Linked DNA regions of Hordeum vulgare: region 1 is linked to region 2. Evidence: chromatin contacts called from public Hi-C data. All regions are on one chromosome and are shown on one strand. Each heading gives the region's core, a stretch centred on a gene start, on an enhancer-like site or on the middle of the called end of the contact. The rest is flanking DNA. Distances are from core to core; before and after follow the strand shown.

Evidence for each region. A called contact is a pair of places that touch in the nucleus more often than the background predicts.
Region 1: a Hi-C map of leaf shows a contact between it and region 2, with 3 times the contacts expected there. The contact joins the promoter of LOC123444123 here to the promoter of LOC123444122 in region 2. A contact is called at or near these places in 3 of 6 Hi-C or Micro-C datasets (leaf and seedling).

The regions. Positions count from the first base shown.
Region 1 is chr3H:435,391,029-435,394,988 of MorexV3_pseudomolecules_assembly, forward strand. It overlaps LOC123444123 (splicing factor SF3a60 homolog), which reads left to right and starts at 2,632. Exons shown (of 12, transcript XM_045120741.1): 1 at 2,632-3,012; 2 at 3,535-3,645. The coding sequence starts at 2,839.
Region 2 is chr3H:434,847,209-434,851,059 of MorexV3_pseudomolecules_assembly, forward strand. LOC123444122 (glutamate synthase 1 [NADH], chloroplastic) reads right to left here and starts at 1,318. Exons shown (of 23, transcript XM_045120737.1): 1 at 1,076-1,318; 2 at 130-493; 3 at 1-38. The coding sequence starts at 465.

The DNA.
Region 1 (3,960 bases), core at 1,382-3,881, 550 kb after region 2:
AGCGGCAGGGAACATCAGCTCGGCAGGAGGAGCTCACAAAGAGGAGGAGGACGGGGCCCTCGAGGGCTTGGCAGCAGGGGAGCGGCGGCGGGCGACGCACCGGGTCGAGGCGAGGCGAGCTGGCGCCATGGCGAGGTCGGGCACGCGGCGAGGAGAGCCTCGTCTCCGTTGACATCCGGCAGGGGAGCTCCCTATAGCCGGCGGCGGCAGGCCATGGTGGCGGACGCGCGGAGGAGGGGCTCCGGCAGGGGTCGCGCGAGGGAGAACGGCGAGGAGCAGGTGAGGCCGAGGTCGGGCCATGGCATGGCGGTGTCGGCGAGTGACGGCGGGGCACGGGCGATGGGAGAGCAGAGAGGGTCGGCGCGGCACATGCGCGAGGGAAAGGAGTGGCGGCGCACGGGAGGAAGAACGAGAGACGAGGGACGGGGGGGCTCGGGCTCGTGGCGCTAGGTTAGACCGGGGATGCTTGGGCCTTGGGCCTTGGCCGACTGGCTCCTCTCCCTCTCTCTTGTTTGCTTTTTTTCCTCTTTAAAACAGAAAAACACACACCAAACTAAAATGTTTTAACAAATAAAAAATATATTCTTTCGCTCCTTTAAAACCCTACCCCAAATATAAGAAATAGTTGGGCATTTTTTAAACGAATAAAAAATAAAACATTTTTTAAAGAATAAAATAAAACCCTTTTTACAAGAGAATAAAATAAACCCCTTTTACCAGTAAAATGAGACTCTAGTTTTGAAATAAAACAAAAGGAAAAAAATAAAGGAAACCCACGGGGTTGCCTCCATATTTAATAAAAGTTTTTTTTAAAGACTAACCTTATTTTTAAATAGGGGTTAAAACGGAAACTTTAGCAAAACCACAAAAATGAAACAAGAGGGGAGAGAAGGGGAGTTACTAACGCACTTGAAGCACACACACTCAAAACACCACACACATCAGATGATGCAAGATGCCATGCATGATGCGACGATGCAAACTAAATGATGATGCAACAAATAAAAATAATCACACGACGGAAACGGAAATAAAGGGGGAATCTTCTGGGGCGTCGGCATCAGGCTGTCACACTTGTGCAACCAAGACAATAGAATAATGTTGGACTCAGTATATTTATGTTATTGTATCCTAAAATTCGCATCACATCAAGTTGTATCTTATAATTCGCTGCAAGTTGTATGTTAATTTCAGCAAGTTGTATCTTAATTTGAACATGTTAATTTTTTTCGCCTCGCTTTTCCGTCATTCTTTTCACAGTAAGGTGACAAGATTACATACCATACGCTCGCAACCTTTTAACCAGTGCACCCACTAATCGCCCCGCTCTATAGCTTCAAATAAAAGTATATATTTAAACTGGACCGCGTTCATAATGCATGAACATCGATGATGTGTGTTTAAATATTAAACAGTAAACATCCGCCGACCATTCTGTCAACTGGCTAACACACCATGTTTTAGGGGAAGCCACTTGTATCTTAATGTACTAAATTCACTCAGATCAGCCCCCATCTCATTTGTTTGAAGAGTATTAGGACCGTAGTGAAAACCTAACTTCACTGCATCAAACATCTCTGTTGACCTAAAAAATATTCAACATGGACAAATTTTAACAGAAGGACAAACCTAAATTATTTTCGGATCAACTAAAAATTCGCAGACCTAAATATATTTCCCAAAGCTACAGGAGCACCTAAAAATATTCAAACACCTTAATTCACAGATCTAAATATATCCAAATCTATGGAAGCACCTAAAAATATTTAAACACAATAATTCACAAACCTAAATATATTACACAAAGCTACGGGAACGGACGTTGAATCTCATCCTTGAAGTGTGCGAAGAAACAACGAACGACAATACTGAGAGAAGAACGACGAACGCAGCAGCCTCGACCACCTCCACCTCCACCACCACCTCCACCTCAACCTCCACCTCAACCACCTCCACCTCAACCACCTCCAGTACCACCACCAAAATGGTCAACACCATCACCACGAACTACCCCATCGCGAGATTGACGGTTCCTTTGACTCTCCTAACCATCTAGAATTCAACTACGATGGAAAATGAGGAAGAAATCAACTCACATTTTGTGTGTAAATCATAGTGTTTCCGGGTAGAGAGAGAAGCAAAGAGGAGGAGAGAAAACAAAGGAATGAAGGAGGAAGAAGGGGGGAGCGGGGCGACAGAGGCCTACCCGCCTCCTGTCGTCTTGGTGAGGCCGATTGGCCTTGTCGGCCACTAGTAGGCCGACTGCCTAGCCACCAGGCTGAATGGCCGGTCGTGAAATGGCCGAGCCAATCATCGGCTCCCATGTGGCTGATTAGCCACTAATCGGCTACGCCGTGGCTGACTAGATCCTTTTGTCCAGAGCAACGGCCAAGGCCGTATATTTTTGCAATTTTTTGAAATTGCATATCATTTGTGTAATTAAATAAAAATGCATTATTTTAAAAAATTAGCGATAATGTGGACCAATGAACGGGTGAACTCGTTTTTTTTAGAGAAACGCAGGAAACACAGGGAGTTAGCTGATGGGCCGGCCCAGCACGCGGGCAGCACGACAGCCAAAAAAAAACCGAGCGAGGGGTCGTCCCCTCTCGCTACCAGCGAGAAATAGACGAACCCGAGATTTCCTCTCCGGTCGTCCTCCCGACAAGTCCGTCCCGGGCCGCGAAATCTCAAAACCCTAGCCACGACGCGCTCCCCTCCCGACCTCCCTCGCCGTTCCCAGACTCTGCCGCGCAGCGTGACCCCCCGGGCTCTGTTGGTACCACACGGGGTACCAGCAGAGGAGAGGACTAGGGTGCCCTAGCTGAAGCGGCCGCCATGGCGTCGTCTGTGCTGGAGGCCACGCGGGCGGCGCACGAGGACCTCGAGCGGTTGGAGCGCCTGGCGGTGCGCGAGCTTCAGCGCGAACCCGCCAACGCGCGCGACCGCCTCTTCCAGTCCCACCGCGTCCGTCACATGCTCGATCTCGTCGTCTCCACTTCCGACAAGCTGGTACGCCTCTCCTCCTCCTCCGCCTGTCTCTCTAGGGTTTCGCGCCTGATGTAGTGTCTGTAGCTTTCGTGTAGTGCTTGTCTGCCGTGGCCAGAGCTTGGCCGCGTTGCATCTATGCTTTCTGTCGGTTAGGATTGGTTTTGTTCCATGTCACTTGCGATATCTTGAATTGAGGTGCCTAGGGTTGCCTGTGTGTTAGCTCCACCTGTTATGGTTTGGCGTTGGTCGACCCGTGCTAATTCTGGGGAATCCCGAACTCGAGCTAGATAAATTGATTTTTCGGCTTTATATTTTTTATACTCCCTCCGTTCACTATTATAAGTCGTTTCAGACAACTGAAATTGAGCTATTTTGCACGCTGTCTGTAGTATAGGATATATATATATGGGCAAGCGTAGATAAAATCACTGGATTATCTTTTGACTTTTATTTTCGTGCTGTTATTTCCCCGTTTTTGTTGTTCTAGGAATCGTCTGTTTTTCTTTCTAAGGAGATTTTGGCTAATACGACTTTCTTAATCAGGTGGAAATCTATGAAGACAAGGACGGTGCTAGGAAGGATGAGATGTCCACCCATCTTACCGCGCCGGTGCAAATTGACATCTTCCCCAAGTACTATGAAAGGCTGAAAGAGGTAAATAATCAACTTTAGCCCGTCTGACTCTGACCAAGAATCACTTGAGCACTCCATGGAACCAGACAGTTGAAATTGGCAAAAAGCTAGACAGACGGTGGATGCTGCAGTTCATGCACTGACAAAAACATTCCATACTATTGTTGTTTAGTTGGTAGTTCTTTCTAATAATTTGATCCTGGACTATCCCACCAAAATTTGGATGGTAGGAAACCAAATTATTCAGTGACTTTCTAGATTTTCTTAACGACATAAAAAAGCCAAATAATAAGATTAGAGCATGTTTTATAGCATCCTACTTGGAAATTACACTAC
Region 2 (3,851 bases), core at 68-2,567:
TGGGCCATTCTCTCGAGCATCTGAATGGCATCGACGACCTGTAAAGTAAATCACAGCAAAATCAATATCTCAACGTGGTAGATATAAAAGAGAGAAACTGCGGCGGTGTCCTTGGTGCAAAGAACTCACGGTCGCCCGGTTGTCAACGCCCGACAGCTCGGCGACGAAGCCAACGCCGCACGAGTCGCGCTCGAACGCCGGGTCGTATAGCCCAATGCTGCTCTCGGGTAGCAGGGACAAGGGCCTGATCGATTCGGCGTCGCGCGCCGCGGCCCGAGGCGGGCGTGGCGCAACGCGTTCCTCGGTGCGCTGCGGGCCGCCGAGGAACCCGCCCTCAAGGGACATGGCGCCGTGCGCCTGCCTCGCGGAGCGGCCCGGCGCGGCCGCCGAGTGGCTGCGCCGTGCCCTGCGACCGGCGCCCGGCGGCGCCGCGTGCTTCAAACCAATCCCCTGCGCCGTCGGCATGGCTGCACCCCACGCCTCAGTCTATCACCTGTCATGCAACAATCAACCATGCGACGAGCATTAGACGGCGCGCATAAAACCAATCTCCTACTGCAGGCGAGCACAAAAAAGTAGTAGAAATACATGGCGAACAAAGGAATCAATATAAATACTTAAAAACAAGAGCAACAGAAAGCTCGAAGTTGTCCCCTTCCCCACATGTCACGACCAAAAGCAAGGAGAAACAAACAGCCTGCCCACGCTGGCTGCGATGGAACAGAGATGGAAAAACAATCACCAGACCAAACGCCTCAGCGACGGGGCCGGCCAGAGACGAACAGATCTACCAACCCCCCCGCACGGCGCCGCCGCCGCCTGCTGGACAGGGGAGGAAGGAAGATTCAGAGACCGCACGCACGCACGCGCGCCCGGGGGCGCAGAATCGAAACACCAACAGCAGATCGAATAAAAATAAGGGGAAACGGCCACCTACTACGCACGCACGCCCGCGCGGACAGAGCCAAACCAGTTGCTCTCTCTCTCTATGCGTCCATGTATCTATCTACCCATCTATCCACCTACGGATTCTCGTCCTGGCAAAAGCTGGGAGGGGCGCAGGACGGACGGGTACCTCTCGGTCTTATAGCGCTCTCAGCCGCCTGGGCAGGCCTGGGGACGATGATGGGACCGATGCGCGATCTCGCAAGTGTCGCCGCCTGACCCCGCGGGTCTCGTGTCCCTCGCCGGGCGGCCGACCGGCGGCTAGCGACGGGGAAGGGCTGGCGGAGGGCGTGCGAACGTACGTGCGTGCAGATTGGAAGCGCGCCGCCTCCGTCGCCTCTCTCTCTCTCTATCCCTCCCTGACCTCTCCTCGGAGTATTGGGGCGTTTAAGGCGATGCTTGGCCCTGCATTTATAGAGGCGGAGCTCGCTCGCCGTGCCTGCCAACCCCTCGCCTCGTCCCCACACACCCACTATATTTCCGCCCCCTGTGTGGCTCCCTCCTCCAAATCTCCTTTTAGCAATTCTTTTTTTTTTTCTCTCTTGCTCCTATATTACAGGTCGTTGCCAACCGACGGTATCTTCCCCATTTGCGTATCCGCCCCCATGGAGAAGAGGAATTCCATGTCACGTGTAGCCTACAGCTTCTCGTGAGCCCATCGTGTGACTCCCTTGATCTCCGAGGACCCGTGAGGAAGAATCTCTTTTGGGGCAGGCACCGATTTTTTTAAATAAAACCGGAAAGGGGTTGGAGTTGGTTCGTGTTTCCTAGTCCCCGTTGGCGCTGCTCCAGTCCAAGCGAGGCCCGCCGGCCAGATCAGCCGCGACCGCGACCCACGACGGGCGGGCGAGCGGGAGCCGCCCGTGGCGCGTGGGGGCCACGTCCGGCCTCTGATCGGACGGCCCGGGCCGCGGCCGCTGCAGCCGCTCACGCGGAGAGCCACAGCCGCTTTGGCGGTTAGTAGTGCGTACTACCTGGTTTCCTTCTTGTATTTATCTACTGCCTTTATCTGGTAGGTAAATCAATCTCTGGTTGATGCGTGGATTTTGGGTTTGAATTTCCAATCCCACCACCGTAGAAGCAAAATCCAGATCCGGTTGCCTCGATTATTATTTTTATGACGCTGCCGGTCGTCTCGATTTGATTGGTCCGATGCCACCACGCCTACCTCGTCGAGGGGCGGCCTTGCGAAGCAGAGTGGGCCCACGTGTCGGCCGAGGTAGGCGCTTTCTGGGGAAAGCTTCTTCTGCACGTGTCCATTGACACCGTGGATTCCCTGCAATGCTATACGTGCACATCATTTTTTTTCTAAGGCCGGTTTTTTCGAGAGCAACTCCGACGGAACGGTTTATTTGTCCGTTTTTTGTCCGTTTGAATCGGTTCGGCGGATAAGAACACTCGCTTTTGCGTTTGAGTCGACGCACGCGTCGACGCTGGCCCGATCCATTTTGACGATGCGTGAAAAAAAAATGTGCAAACATTTTTGAAAGTAAAATTAAATTTTAAAGCCGGTCACGAAGGTCGGCGAGAGTCCAATGCTGGAGGTAGGCAGCCTCCTGCTGCGTTGTCGCGCCAACCAGATGGACGGCGCGCTCACCCGCTCGCGGAGGCAGCCGGTCTACTGGTAGACCTCCGGCTGCAACTCAGTCTTCGACGGAAGGGGCACGACGCAGTCGCCTGCGGCGGATAGCGTGATGGCCTCCGCGAGCTGCGCCTCATACGCCGCATCATCCTCCTCGTCCTTACACCGCTCTTCTTCCTCACTCTCGCGGAGAACGGCTGCCAGCACCGTCTGGTAGGCGGCCTTCGCCTCCTGGTCCTCGTGCGAATGACGAACGGGGGCGGCGCAGGGCCTGGCTGCACGTCGCACACGCCGCGTCGGTGCTGCTCCTCGTGCTCGAGCGCGAACCATACCTCCTAGTCGGGAGAGTCGGTCGCGTAAATGGGGTTGAGTCGCTGCTCCGGCGTCAGCTGCCGTTGCCGGCGACTCACCTCCTCCGCGTGCGCCCATGCCGACCGCGGTACAGCCAACATCGGGATCCTCTTCGAATCCAGATGCCTGTCGTGGGGAAGGGTCACGTCTGGGTATGGCGGGCGGGATGCGGTGCTCCCAGTGCCACTGTGCTTGGTGCACCAGGACGCTGATACGATGGCGAGGCCGGCGGCAAGACGCCGACAGGGGGAGCGCGGGGGGATGGACGGCGGGGGGCTTGCCCCTATTTTGGGCGGAGAAGCCGACCATGGGTGCTGGCTAGGATTTGGTCGCCCACGAGGGAGCAGAGAGGTGGCGAGATGGGGACGGGGGTCTGGAAACAGATGAGGCCGAACCCCACCGCACGCTCGGATTAAAAAAGGCTGACCGCGATCGCTGACGTGTGAGCCCGTGGAGGGCGACCGTCATTAATTATGTTGACCGCGGGTAGTTGGGGCGGCCATCGAGAGGGCACACGCGCGTCCGCACCGACGCATTTCAGCCCTGAATTTGGGCAGGAAATGGGTCGACGCGGACGCAAAGCGGACGCATTTTGGCAATGAATCTGTGCATTGGGCCATCACCTTCGTCCGCGCGAACCCAAACGAACAGCTACGGACGAAATCGGTCGCCCCATTGGAGTTGCTCTCATGGCTTAAAAAATAAGTCGCCATCTTCCTAGTTTTTTCGATAAGCTACCTCTCATATTCATTGAAACTTCTAAACTAGTTATGGGATAACTAATTTAGTGTAACAGCCCGAGACCGACGCTCGAGAAGATTCCCCTTTTATTTCGTTGTCGCCGTGTTAATTATTGGTTTGTTGCATTCATCATGTCATCATTGCCATCATGCCATTAAGTTTTTTTGCATCTCATATAAATAAATTGCATGGATCTTTAGATCTATTTAAATTGAGGGATTCACATGATGAT